Regions from separate parts of the Mus musculus genome. Here all the other regions are linked to region 1. A link is a contact called in public HiChIP or PLAC-seq data. All regions are on one chromosome and are shown on one strand. The core of a region is the stretch at or near the end of the contact, and the rest is flanking DNA. Distances in the headings are between cores, read along the strand shown. Region 1 overlaps Gm30875 (a long non-coding RNA gene). Region 2 overlaps Atad5 (ATPase family, AAA domain containing 5). Region 3 overlaps Adap2 (ArfGAP with dual PH domains 2).

Region 1 (4,206 bases), core at 293-2,792:
TTAAGCTTTCTATGTACTCATGATCCATTAATGTCCCCTCTAATGCGCTGTCCGAACTGTAAATATTCACAATGTCTTCCTAATACGATCGTGACTGCGGAACGGTTGAATAGGAAGCCAATTGCACAACTGTTGTTCTAGGGTTTCTCTTCACTGTCGTCCTGGGATTTCAGCTCTTGTGTGAGTCCCTTGTGATCTGGATTCTGTATTTATTTTTCCTTTAGTTTGGTAGGGCACATTCTCCAGTAACTTTCTGAAAAGGGGTAAGATGATAAAAAAAAATTAAAGATCTTAATTGTCTCAAAATTTCTTTGGTTGATCACCTCACTTGATTAATGTGGTAATTTGTCTGATTATATGATTCTTTTTGCTTGTTAGGTTTTGGTTTTTCAAGACAGGGTTTCTCTATTTTTGATATTCTGAAAAGGCAGGAAGACATGCCTTAATGTGTGTCTTTTCATTCATTGAGCTGGGTAGCCCGGCTCAGTTTAGCTAGGTTTGGGTTTAGTTCTGGAAATGTTTTTGTGTTGCTTAGTTTCCCTTCACATTGTTCATTCTGTTTCTGTTCCAGCTTCATTTCTCTTGTTGTGATAAAAACACTCAGACAAAAGCAACTCAGCGGAGACGGGATCTGCTTTAGATGGCAATTTCAGGCTGCATGCACAGTCCATTATTGTGGGGAAGTCAAGGTGGCAGGAACTTGAGAACAGCTAGTCTCAGGCAAGGGGGGGAGGGGCAGGAAAAAGGGAGAGAGAGAGAGAGATGTATGTAAGCTAACTTGCATTCAACACCCTCTCTAAACTTACATGGTCCTCAAACTCCTGGCCTAAGGAATGGTACTACCCCCAGTGGCCTGGATCTTCACAGAGAATCAAGATAATCTCCCACAGGCCAACCTGATCTAGACAGTCCCTCACTGCGACTCTTCCCAAGTGATTCTATATTGAGTCAAAATGACAATTAAAAGTAATTATCACAGGCTGGTGAGATGGCTCAGTGGGTAAGAGCACCCGACTGCTCTTCCGAAGGTTCAGAGTTCAAATCCCAGCAACCACATGGTGGCTCACAACCATCCATAACGAGATCTGACTCCCTCTTCTGGAGTGTCTGAAGACAGCTACAGTGTACTTACATATAATAAATAAATAAATCTTTAAAAAAAAATAAGGAACCATCACAATCTCATCACACACACACTCCACTCACCTCTGCATCTTGCAGCAGTAAATCTCCAACCCAACTATGCCCTGGCAATGATAACACAACTCAGTTTATTTGAATACATGCTGTGAGCCTAGATTGGGCAGATCTACTGCCACACTATTCTATGAGACCCCTTAGAACTTGTGGTTTCTCCAGGCCATGTGCTTCTGCTCCACTTTTCTTCTTCCTCCTCCTCTCCCTCTCCATTTTCTCTATCTTCTCTCCCCCTCAACCTTCCCCTCCACCTTCCCTTTTATCTGCCCAATCATCAGCTCTCCTTTATTTTACAAATTAAGGTGGGGTGCAGGTTTGCAGGAAATCCCCTGAGTGCTGACTCATTCCTTGTTCACAGCCCCTCACAGGAATTAACATCAAATATGATCAGCCCCAGGGCTGGCAACAGCATCTCTGCTCTTTCTTTCTAAATTCCAGGTATTGGTATCCTGGAATGTCCAAATCATTCTCTTCCTTTCTTCTTTCCCCTCACACCCCTGGATACATTTATTTTTTAAATCCTTCTACTCTTCCAGATCGAACCATTTATATAGTACTTTATACTAATATTTTCAACAATGGTATGTATGCTAGTCAATGCTCAGTCACCACCTGGCTCTTTTTGTTGTTAGATTTTTAAAAATTTGTTAAACCGGGCAGTGGTGGAGCACGCTTTTAATCCCAGCACTTGGCAGGCAGAGGTGAAAGTATAACAAAGTAAAAACAGAATTCTAGGCCTTTAGGCCCAGGCTTGGGAATGTGGCCTTTGTAAAGGTATGCTAATCATAAAACAGATAGGGACATTCCTCTACCGACCCGCTTCCTGGGTTCAAAGAGTGTTCATTCAAAGAAAGTCACCCTGACCATTGCTGGAACCCGCTATGCAAATGTGCTTTTGTTAGGGGCTCTTAGAAACTGTTTTGAGAAATAACCCTCACAATTACCAGGTATTCCTCGTGGTGACTCTTGTAACTTTGCACTTCCTTGTGACTCTTTCCCCCCCCCCCCCCCCCAGACAGGGTTTCTCTGTATAGCCCTAGCTGTCCTGGAACTCACTTTGTTGACCAGGCTGACCTCGAACTCAGAAATCCGCCTGCCTCTGCCTCCCGAGTGCTGGGATTAAAGGCATGCGCCACCACGCCCGGTTCCTTGTGACTCTTAACTGGTATTTTTGGTATTTTCCAACAACGCCCTTCCCACCTCCTTGAGTTGTGGTTTCTTCCTTTAAATACCCCCTTACTCGGGGCACCACGGTCCTCTACCCCTGCGTGGTGTATGACCATGGGCCCTAGAGCGCTCTTGAATAAAAAAATCCTCTTGCAGTTTGCAGCGAGACCGTTTCTTGTGGGTGATTTTGGGGTGTCGCCTCTCCTGAGTCAGAACGTGGGGGAGTCCTCATGTTGTGGGTCTTTCAGAGGCAGGCAGATTTCTGAGTTCCAGGCCAGCCTGGACTACAGAGTGAGTTCCAGGACAGCCTGGGATACACAGAGAAACCCTGTCTCAAAAAAAAAAAAAAAACCACCAAAAAAAAAAAAAAAAGAATGCTCAGGAGAATTGGTAAAAGTGTTTAGCTTTACACTCAATCCCTTGAAACCACATAAAGGTGGAAGAAGAGAACCAGTACACAAAGCTGTCCTCTTGTCCTCTTCCCTACACAGTGTACTGGTTTTGTGTGTGTGTGTGTGTGTGTGTGTGTGTGTGTGTATGTGTGTGTGTATAACACAAGGTGCAACATGTGGATGATTTTTAACTTTATGACTCAGAAGCTAGCTCAGAGAGGCTGAGAAAGCACCTAGTGGACCTTCCTCGTCAACTGATGTCCCACCAGGAATGCCGCTCACCATGCCCTCTCAATAAACCTCCTTCCAATTCATTGTCCCTCCATTCTACTTCCTGTGCTACTTCCTCTTACTCTCTCTGTTTTTCTTTTTTTTCTTTTTTTTTTTTTCTTTCTTTTTTTTTTTTTTTTTTTTTTTTTTTTTGGTTTTTTCGAAACAAGGTTTCTCTGTGTAGCCCTGGCTGTCCTGGAACTCACTTTGTAGACCAGGCTGGCCTCGAACTCAGAAATTCACCTGCCTCTGCCTCCCAAGTGCTGGGATTAAAGGCATGTACCACCACGCCTGGCTCTTTCTGTTTTTCTTTTCAAAGATTTATTTTTTTAAATTTTTAAAACATTTTTTTAAATTAATTAATTATTATATGTGTGTGCACTGTAGCTGTCTTCAGACACTCCAGAAGAGGGCATCCATCAGAGTTTTGTTGTGGATGTTTGTGAGCCACCATGACGTTGCTAGGATTTGAACTCAGGACCTTAGGAAGAGCAGTCGTGCTCTTAACCGCTGAGCCATCTCACCAGCCCCGATTTATTTATTTATTATTACAATATGTAAGTACACTGTAGCTGTCTTCAGACACACCAGACCAGAAGAGGGCCTCAGATCTCATTACTGATGGTTGTGAGCCACCATGTGGGGATTTGAGCTCAGTGCTCTTAACCACTAAGCCATCTCTCCAGCCCTGTTTTTCTTTCCTTAATAATCCTATATTCACTTCTTGTCAACGGCTTGTTTGCTCTGCCTCTTGACCTATGGTTGACTTTATTTAATCCTGTTTATAATATTCAAGCACAAAGCTCTTGGATTAAAGCTGTGTGCTGAGCCACACCACAACTAAAAACAGGTTTCTCCAGTAAATAACACAATCTTGGGGTTCATGGTGTCATCAAATACCCTGCAGTGAGATCCAGGGATTGAACTCAGGTCGTCAGGCTTAGCAGCAAGTGCTCATATCTGCTGAGATATCTCCTGTTCTACAGTGAAATCTTCTCTAAAATTAAAAGTGCACCAGTAAATAAAGTATAATATATACATAAGTATGCTTAACATTTATAACTGAGACATAAATACCCCATGTAAAACATTGCTTTTGTGCCTGTCACTAATGTATTTTCTCCCTATGGAATTAGCATACATCTTATCAAAGTCATACAAAGGTTTGTCTGACCTAAAA
Region 2 (4,311 bases), core at 994-3,493, 160 kb after region 1:
TAGTTTTTGTTGCCTGCTCCATAGTCACACTTCTGTAGGGAAAGATTCTGCTCAAATAAATGATCACACAAACCCAAGGGCAACAAACAAAATAGGAAAGAGGAAGATGAAGTTCTATAAAACGAATCCCCTGTCATTTTTCTTTTCAATTAGTTCCAAATTTAAACATTATTTTTCTTTTTTTAATTTATTTTTATTTTATATACATTGGTATTTTGCCTGCATGTGTGAGGATTTTGGATCCCCTAGGACAATTGTGAGTTGCCATACAGTTGCTGGGAATTGAACGTGGGTCCTTTGGAAGAGCAGCCAGTGAGCCACTGAGACATCTCTGCAGCCCTTAAAAATTACTTTTTAAAATAGAACTAGCCTGGGCTGCAGAGGTGGCTCAGCTGATTAGAGCACTGACTGCTCTTCCAAAGGTCCTGAGTTCAATTCCCAGCAACCACGAGGTGGCTCACAACCATCTGTAATGGGATTGATGCCCTCTTCTGGTATTTTTGAAGACAGAGACAGTGTCCATATAAACAAACAAACAAACAATAGAACTAGCTAAAAGTTTCCTTCACTGTAAGCTGGCAACTTTAGCAAATTCTCAAAAACTTAATGCGATAAGGCATTGGGGGGAAAGCCATCCTGGTACATGTGTGTGATGGCGCCCACCCTGAGGCGGCAGGATCAGATGTACAAGGCTGCATATCTTTTTTTTTTTTTTTTTTAAAGATTTATTTATTATTATATGTAAGTACACTGTAGCTGTCTTCAGACACACCAGAAGAGGGAGTCAGATCTTGTTACAGATGGTTGTGAGCCACCATGTGGTTGCTGGGATTTGAACTCTGGACCTTCGGAAGAGCAGTCGGGTGCTCTTACCCACTGAGCCATCTCACCAGCCCAAGGCTGCATATCTTAGGAATAACAGTAGCAGTTATCCTCTGACCACCAAACACACCAAGAAGGTCAAGGTTATCCTTGCCTACATTGGAAATGTGAGGCCAGCCTGGCCTACATGAGATCCTATCTCAAGGAAATAATAATATAGCCCTTGGATAAAAAACAATTAATAATATATCAATAAAAGATCAGCTTGAATTGTGTCACTTAGGTATTTTTCAAATGAGTTATTACATTGTGTCTGTAATGAGGCAAGCACATTGTGGAGAACAGAATGGAGCGGAGCCCTAAGGCCGGTGCCCGTGCTGTCTTCTATTTGGGTCATTTCAAAAGCATTCACATAAGATTGGTCTTCATTACTCTTTAGGAGAAAATAGCAGAAATACACTGGTTTGTTCAGAAGATGGCTCTGATGCAAACATCAACTCTAAAAAACCCAAAAGGAACCGTGTGGCCCTCCCCAGGTGTGACACTGGCTGTGCAGAGGCTTTGTTTGGACTCAAGAACATTGCCTCCCCATCCCAGGACTTACTTTCATTATTGAAGGTATTTTCTGTGTCTGTGTGGAATGTTGAATTCATGTTTCTATCCATCTCCTTAGTATTTACCCTGCATTTTCAATCTTAATCCAGGTTTAAATTCACTTAACATTTTCTTTCTTTCTTTCTTTTTTTTTTTTTAGATTTATTTATTTATTGTATGTAAGTACACTGTAGCTGTCTTCAGACACACCAGAAGAGGGCATCAGATCTCGTTACAGATGGTTGTGAGCCACCATGTGGATGCTGGGATTTGAACTCAGGACCTTTGGAAAAACCCACCACTGAGCCATCTCTCCAGCCCCATACTTAACATTTTCTAAACTCTAGATGTGAGATTTTTAACTCAATTGACTGTGTTGACGCCTAGGCACAGCTTTAAAAACACAGGATGGGACTCAGGTTAAATTGAGCCAGGCATGGTGGGGCACAATTCTGGAGGCAGAGGCAGGTGGGTCTCTACTTCAAGCTTGGTTCCAGAACAGCTAGGGCTACATAGAGAAATTCTGTCTAGAAAAATAAAAAGTAAATGACCTTCTGATACTGAATTGGAGTATGTACTAAATAAAGAACACTAGTTTCTGAATGTAAATCTAGTTTAGACTTAGAATGTTTTCCCCTCCCTCCTATCCCTTTCTTCCTTTTTTTCATTTGTTTGTTTTCTTCCGGAAGCCCTGGGTTTGGTCTGAGGATCTTAGTGCTTATTAGGTAAATGTTTTTCACTAACCTACCCAGCCCAGTCAGTACTGTTTTGATGTGTTAAATATAATCTAATAAAATAACAAAGAGTAGCCACTTAATCCTTCCAGGATATAATAGGTGTTGGGGAGGTGGCTCTGTAGTAAAGGTGTTTGCAGTTCAAGGCTGTGAGCACTCCAGTGTGATGCCTGGGCCTACGTGGTGGGGGGAGGAGAGAATGACTCCACAAGTTCTCTGATCTCCACATGTCTCCTGAGGCACCCCAAAAACAAAACAAAACAAAACATGTCACCTATGTAGTAGATGCCTAAGGACAAGTCTGTGTTCATCAGGGTGGGAGAATGTCTGGAGTGGGCACTCTTAAAGCATTCTTATTCAATTGCTTTTCAGCACAAGATCACAACAAAGGAAGAATGGCAGAAACTCATTCAGGTTCTCACCGAATTCCACGTGCAAAATATCGATCTGCTACATAGTAACCTTGAGGTCATCCTGCCACTGCCAGTTCATGTGGTTCCAGATGTAAGGGGTGCTTATGGCTTCCCAGTGACTACACAGGCCAGTGCACCAGCAAGCATGGGGCATCTTACCAGGAAGCAGTCAAAAGACCAGCCATTGAGAAAGTCACAGAAAAGGAAACAGAAAAAGATGGTGATCCTAGATGACAGTGACCTGTTTGACACTGGCCTAGACTTTTCTGGTGAACTGCCTAGCCTATCTCCTGCACCCTCCTTGTCTGTAGAAGACAACATAAGAAGAGACAGCAATCCAGAGATTAAGACACAGAACAGTGGTTTCAAGCCCCACTCTGTACCTCAGCCCCCTAAGACACTAGCAGAGAAGAAGTGTTGCATGCTCGTTTCCCACTGTTTAAATTCTCTCAGTGAGTTCATGGAGAACATGTCCTTCATAGATGCTCTTTTAACAGATCCAGGGGAACAGAATGAATTGGGTAGAAGTGCCTTTCACTGGACAAATGGAAGGGTTAAAAGTGGACTTTGTGATGAGTTTAGTCTTGAGAATAGAGACAGGTGGGCTCCTCAGAGCGCTGGAGAATTAAAAGCAACTGCAGAAGCACTGAGCTTTACTGAGTGTTCTTCTACCATTTCAAAAGCACTGGAGTCCTTGAATTCATGCAAGCAATTAGAAAGAGACCCAACCAATGAACTCACAGTCTGTGTTTCACAAAGGCGCCATGATGCATGCTTCCGCCAATCAGCAGCTAATCTAGAGTAAGTAGATTTGTTACCTTCTATTTATTAGTAACCAATGGCAGGGATTCTTCTTATTAATTTTCAAATGCTGGGCCATTGCTCATGGGAAACACTTAGTGCTAACAGTTTCTCCTGCAAATGAAGCAGATTGTTGAAGAAACTAATTTGGATGGAAATAGGGAAGCCTGAGGTGAGTGTGGTGGCACACACCTTTAATCCCAGCACTCCAGGCAAAGGCAGGGAGACCTCTTTGTTCCAGGCCAGAGTGGTCTACAAACCGAATTTTAGGACAGCCAGGGCTACTTGGGAGAGACCCTGTCTCGGGGGTGGGGGGGATAATTAATTTGGGAGCTTTTCGGCAATGGAGAGGGGCAGACTTGTGACAGGTAAAAGGTAGCCATTAAGATATTTCACTGTGACACCAGGCATGTGAATATTCACATCACAGAGATCAAGAATTTGATGCCAGCCCAAGCTACAAAACAAAGTTCTAAACAGACATTTTCTATATGAAGCTGAGTGTGGTGGTGCTAGACTGTAATCCCAGCACTAGGAACTGAGGTTGAAATCAGGCTGAGCTATGTAGAGTTCCAAGCCAGTCTGGATATATATGAGTGACTGATCTGCTGACAGGAAATTAAAAGTGTTATCTGGTCTAGACCAGAAGCAGAAACACTTAATTTGGAATTATTACGTATTTATATACAAAATAATAAATAATACTTACTCTTAATTTTTAGCAATGCTGACAAGAGGATGGCAGTTATTAAAAGTGTGTTTTCTAGTCGTTCTTTTCTGACCCTGGGTAATAAACAAGCTAGTATAATTGACTACCTGCCAACTCTTCGGAACATTTGTCGGACAGAAAAGCTAAAAGAACAAGAGAAAAATAAAAGAAGGTAAAGTGTTTTTTTTAAAAAAAAGTTAATATTTAGGTACCTATGTTAAGATTAATGTTTGTGGGA
Region 3 (4,815 bases), core at 1,039-3,538, 190 kb after region 1:
TGGCTCAGTGCAACCCCTGCTGCCCTTGCAGAGGACCTGGGTTCAGTTCCCGGCACCGACACAATAGTTTATGACTTCAGTTCCAGGACCTCCAGTGCCCTCTTCTGGTTTCTGTGTATGCAGGATGCTTAGTTGGTGCATAGACATACCTGCAGGTAAAACACATTAAGTAGAAACAAATACCTTTTAAGAAAATACGTGATTTTATGAATAGGGGTGTTTTGCCTGCATCGTGTTTGTGTATCGCATTCGTGCATGGTGCTCACAAGGCCAGGAGATGGTATCAGACTCCCCTGGAATGGGAGTTATAGATTAGTGTGGGTCCTGGGAGTTAAAGCTGGGTCCTCTGGAAGAACAGCCAGTGCTCTTAACTGCTGAGCCATCTATCTGTCCAGTCCCAAAATAAATAAGCAAAACTAGTCTCAGTCCACCCGAGACCTGCTCAATTAGAAACTTTCACAGAGTCTTGAGTGATGAGGACACACAAAAATGTTTAGGAAACATTATAACTTTGTAGTCCCATCACTTGGCAGACTGAGGCAGGAGGATCATGGTTTTGCAGCCGAATTAGGATTCATAGCAAGACGGGGAGATCAGCCTGTAGGAGGAGAACAGTCAAGCAAAGGATAAATGTGAGAGTGAACTGGCTCAGCAGAGTCGGTGACAGGACAGGCAGAGATGCTAAGTACACACGGAGAAGCATTGGCTGACACTGTGGGGTCATTTAACTTTGCCAGACGTGCTCTTGGTGACTGTTAGCCTTCATGTCTGAATGTTTGACAACCCTGAAAATACTTTCTCCCCACATTCAAGGGACAGGGACAGATCAGGTCCCTTACTCAGGTCACACAGTAGAGAGTTCCTCAGTCCAGCATCCATTTAACAACTTTTTTTTTTTTTTTTTTTTGTGGGAGGGATCAAAACAGGGTTTCTCTGTATAGCCCTGGCTGTCCTGGAACTCAATTTGTAGACCAGGCTGGCCTCGAACTCAGAGATCCGGCTGCCTCTGCCTCTGCTACTGGAGTGCTGGGGTCAGTGTGCCACTACCACCCGGCCAAGACACTTTTTTAAAATTAGATCTCTTCCTTTTATTTTATGTGTAAGTATGATTCTGCTGGTGAGAGAACCTTGGGCAGCAGCTATCTGGAGTTAGAGGAAGAGATTTTCCCAGGGTTCCTCAAACTGGGGAGGTGACTCTGGACTGCTCCCTAATGCCCACCTTTCTCACGGCTTTTTTTTTTTTTTAAGATTTATTTATTTATTATATGTAAGTACACTGTAGCTGTCTTCAGACACACCAGGAGAGGGCATCAGATCTTGTTACGGATGGTTGTGAGCCACCATGTGGTTGCTGGGATTTGAACTCAGGACCTTTGGAAGAGCAGTCAGTGCTCTTAACTACTGAGCCATCTCTCCAGCCCTTTCTCATGGCTTTTACCTGCTTTGTAGATTGGTTTTTGTTTGCTTGGGGACTTGGTTGGGTTTTTTGTTTGTTTGTTTTTTGGGTGTTTGTTTGTTTGTTTTGTTTTGTTTTTTGTTTTTGTTTTTTTGAGACAGGGTTTCTCTGTGTAGCCCTGGCTGTCCTGGCACTCACTTTGTAGACCAGGCTGGCCTCGAACTCAGAAATCTGCCTGCCTCTGCCTCCGGAGTGTTGGGATTAAAGGCGTGCGCCACCACGCCCAGCTGAGGATTTCGTTGTTATTGTTGTTATTTTGAAGGATTCATACCTGGTAATCTAGGCTAGCCTGGAACTTGTGTAGACTTGGCTGGCCTTGGACACACCCGAGTGCTGAATAAAGGTGTGTACCACCACACCTGGCTCCCACGGGGCCTTTAAGCACCGAGTGACCAGGAAACATCACCTTGAAAGTATTTGACAGTGGTGAGAGGTGATGGAAGCACCCTGGGCTGCAGCTTCTGTCTGCTCAGGCCTGTAAGACTGTTTTTCTTCTCCTTACGCTGCGAATATAAATATAGCCTAAGTACATGCTGGGTTCCTTTTTTTTCTGAGGTGGCTCCATTTTCTGAATGCCTAAGACCCAAGAACTTTTGATTTTCATTTTCTTTCCTTTTTAGGGAGGAGTTGTATTTTGCTATGTAGCTCAGCTGGTCTTGAACTTGGAGCAATCCTCCTGTCTCAACTTTCCTCCCACTGAGATTGTAGGCATAGGCCAACATACCCTGCCAAGAACGCCCTTAACAAACACCAGGACAGGAGACTCAGAAGTCCCACTAGGCCTGTGTGTCTGTCTGGCTATGTCTGGCTTTGGGCGTAGAAAGGAACTTGTTGCTCTCTGTTGAGTCTGCACTCACATGACTTCCTCAATCAGTGCATGACCTCTGTGCCCTGCACCACAGATCTCCCAGCAAGTCTTTCTGCCTCTCCATCCCAGATTCCTGGGAGAGAGCAGATCTGATAAGTCCAGTCCCGTCTCTTTATTGGTCCATCTGCTGTATCCAAGGCAGGGTGGGGACTGTTGGGGTATGAGGTTGAGGATCAGGTCTCAGAGAAACTGGGAGAGGAGCAACCCAGTGGGGAGGAGCAACCTAGAAGGCTTCCATTGTGTCTCACCACTGTGAAATACTTGCACAGGAATTTATTACAACATCTAAACTAATGTATGCAATGAATGGACTGTCATAGGTCAAAGGGTGGGTAGGGTAGGAAGGAGAAGCACGTGGAGTGGTGGGAATGTGGGTAGTGATTGGAGTGGGGATGAGAGAGAGAGGCAGGAGGACAACAAGGTTCAAGTGTGGCCTCCATGACAATCTCCTGTATCAAACATAAGAATAAAATGAAGAGGTGATGTGGTGTGCATGTGCAGTCGCCATACATGGGAGGAAGAAGCAGGAGAATCAAGGGTTCAAGGCTAGCCAGGCGGTGGTGTCTTCGGTGTCTTCAGCATCAGCAGTGGTGACTCATGCTTTAGTCCCAACACTTTGGAGGCAGAGGCAGGCATATCTCTTGTTAGTTCAAGGCCATCCTGGTCCACAGATAGCCAAAGTTTCACAGAGTAACCCTGTCTTGATAAAAGCAAACAAACAAACAAAAAAAAGAGTTCAAGGCTAATCTCTGCTACTTAGATGTTTGAGGAGGCTAGCCTGGACTACATGGGACTCACCACAAAAATAAATAAATAAATAAATACATACATACATACATACATACATACATACATACTAAAAAACAAACAAAAAAGTAAAAAGGACTCTGGAGATACAGAAGTTGTAGAAGGCTTCTCTAAACATTGTAAAATGAGGTGGAGGGGGAAGCTGGAGAGATGTCTCAGCAGTTAAGAGCACTTGCTGTTCTTGCACAGGACCTGGGTTCAGTTCCCTAAACTCACATGGTGGCTCACACAGCTGCTTCTGACTGCAGTTACAGGGGATCTCCAAGGCTGTCTTCTGTCCTTCGTGGGCCCACTCTGGGGCACATATATGCGTGTGGGTGTAGGCATGCACACATACACATGAGGAAAGGAAAGCATGGGTCGGGGTGGGGGAGAAGGAAGGAAGGAAGGAAGGAAGGAAGGAAGGAAGGAAGGAAGGAAGGAAGGAAGGAAGGTAGGTAGGAAGGAGACAGGATGGCTGACTGGAGAGGAGCTGAGAAACCCTTGGGGATGTGGTTCTCCGGTGAGACGATGTTGGCTCACCATTATGAAGGATGTGCTCTCAGTGTGACATCCCCTTGTGGCTGGCCTGTGCATTCCAGGTCCCTCCTGAGCATCTCTGATGGAGGAATGTCTCCACATGCAGCCCCCACCCCCACCTGAAGAACTGTGTCCCAGCACCCCACAGCATCACAGCCCCTGGGAGTCTTAATGCTAAGGAATACAGTCTTAGCCCCACTCCACACCAGTCTCCTAATAGGAATCCAGGAGTGTCTTCTAAACTTAAAGAAGTGTACTAAGCCTTTTTGTGCAGCTCACACTTGTCTTTTTCCGTGGCTGGAAGCTCTTCCTGTCTGTGACTTGTGACTAGCTCAGGGCAGTCCCCTGGGCTCTGATAATCACCCTTTCCAGATGTTCCCTGATGGGACTGTGTGAAGTGTGTATTTCCTGAACCTGTGTGTGTGTGTGTGTGTGTGTGTGTGTGTTTGTGTGTGTGTGTGTGTGTGAAGTAGTGACCCCGTTCCCTGTAGCCCTGTCAGCAAGGTTCTCCCACATCCGCCCATCTCACCACTGTGTGTGCTTTGCATTTTTCCTGGCAGGAGATAGTGGATTGGTTCAATGCTCTCCGTGCAGCCCGCCTGCAATACCTGAAATTGGCCTTTCCTGATCTCCCAGAGTCTGAGGTGAGCTAAATGTGGACTTGACTTCTGCGTGTTCCATCCCCTCCCCCTTTCTCTGCTTGTCTCTTGACCCCTAAGACACACAGGGGCTAGACAAGGTTTACTGCAGTTAAGCCTAGGAAGGCTGGAGTAAAACAACTCTCTGTGGGGTCAAGGGCCTCAGCCTTTGAACATCTTTCTGAAATTTCCCACTGAAATATGCAAATGAGCCTACCTATTGTATGCACAGTGCTTCTAGCCCATTTTATCTGGACCCTTCCTATATAGTAATTACTTAGAACTGAGAGTTGGGTTTGGTGATTGCTCCCATTGCCCTTCCACAGCTGTGTCCTGTGATGCTTGGTCCTTGGGAGATGTTGGGATCTGCCTGTGGTGGTAAAGGTAACAGTAAGCGGAGGACTTCCTATCGATTGTCCCCAGACATCTGGGTTCTACATCTACTTCCTGCAGCCTTGTCTGGGAACAGGAATGACATGGGGCAGAAGATGGTAGTTTAAGCCAGTAGGCCTAGGCCCTCACAGTTG

What was found. HiChIP or PLAC-seq counts read pairs in DNA pulled down with a chosen protein or histone mark.
Region 2: a contact with region 1 is called in an H3K27ac HiChIP or PLAC-seq map of embryonic stem cells, with 15 read pairs. The contact joins two enhancer-like sites. A contact is called at or near these places in 4 of 115 datasets of contacts at active chromatin or transcription factors (the SCID.adh cell line, bone marrow-derived macrophages and embryonic stem cells) and 2 of 9 other capture datasets (adipose tissue and liver).
Region 3: a contact with region 1 is called in an H3K27ac HiChIP or PLAC-seq map of embryonic stem cells, with 8 read pairs. The contact joins two enhancer-like sites. A contact is called at or near these places in 4 of 115 datasets of contacts at active chromatin or transcription factors (bone marrow-derived macrophages and embryonic stem cells) and 3 of 9 other capture datasets (adipose tissue, liver and pancreatic islet).

Annotation. Positions count from the first base shown.
Region 1 is chr11:79,974,884-79,979,089 of GRCm38.p6, forward strand. It overlaps Gm30875 (a long non-coding RNA gene), which reads left to right. Exons shown (of 2, transcript XR_388888.4): 2 at 1-295. Among named protein-coding and RNA genes, the nearest start is that of Gm30875, 4.0 kb to the left of the region's middle. Within about 2 kb of position 1,543, at least 7 of the 459 cell types and tissues checked have an H3K27ac peak or open chromatin away from gene starts, as enhancers often do. A contact at or near this core is called in embryonic stem cells, where this site is marked.
Region 2 is chr11:80,129,943-80,134,253 of GRCm38.p6, forward strand. It overlaps Atad5 (ATPase family, AAA domain containing 5), which reads left to right. Exons shown (of 23, transcript NM_001029856.2): 20 at 1,262-1,440; 21 at 2,523-3,364; 22 at 4,087-4,245. Among named protein-coding and RNA genes, the nearest start is that of Tefm, 10 kb to the right of the region's middle. Within about 2 kb of position 2,244, at least 9 of the 459 cell types and tissues checked have an H3K27ac peak or open chromatin away from gene starts, as enhancers often do. A contact at or near this core is called in embryonic stem cells, where this site is marked.
Region 3 is chr11:80,166,468-80,171,282 of GRCm38.p6, forward strand. It overlaps Adap2 (ArfGAP with dual PH domains 2), which reads left to right. Exons shown (of 11, transcript NM_172133.1): 7 at 4,211-4,294. Among named protein-coding and RNA genes, the nearest start is that of Adap2, 15 kb to the left of the region's middle. Within about 2 kb of position 2,289, at least 57 of the 459 cell types and tissues checked have an H3K27ac peak or open chromatin away from gene starts, as enhancers often do. A contact at or near this core is called in embryonic stem cells, where this site is marked.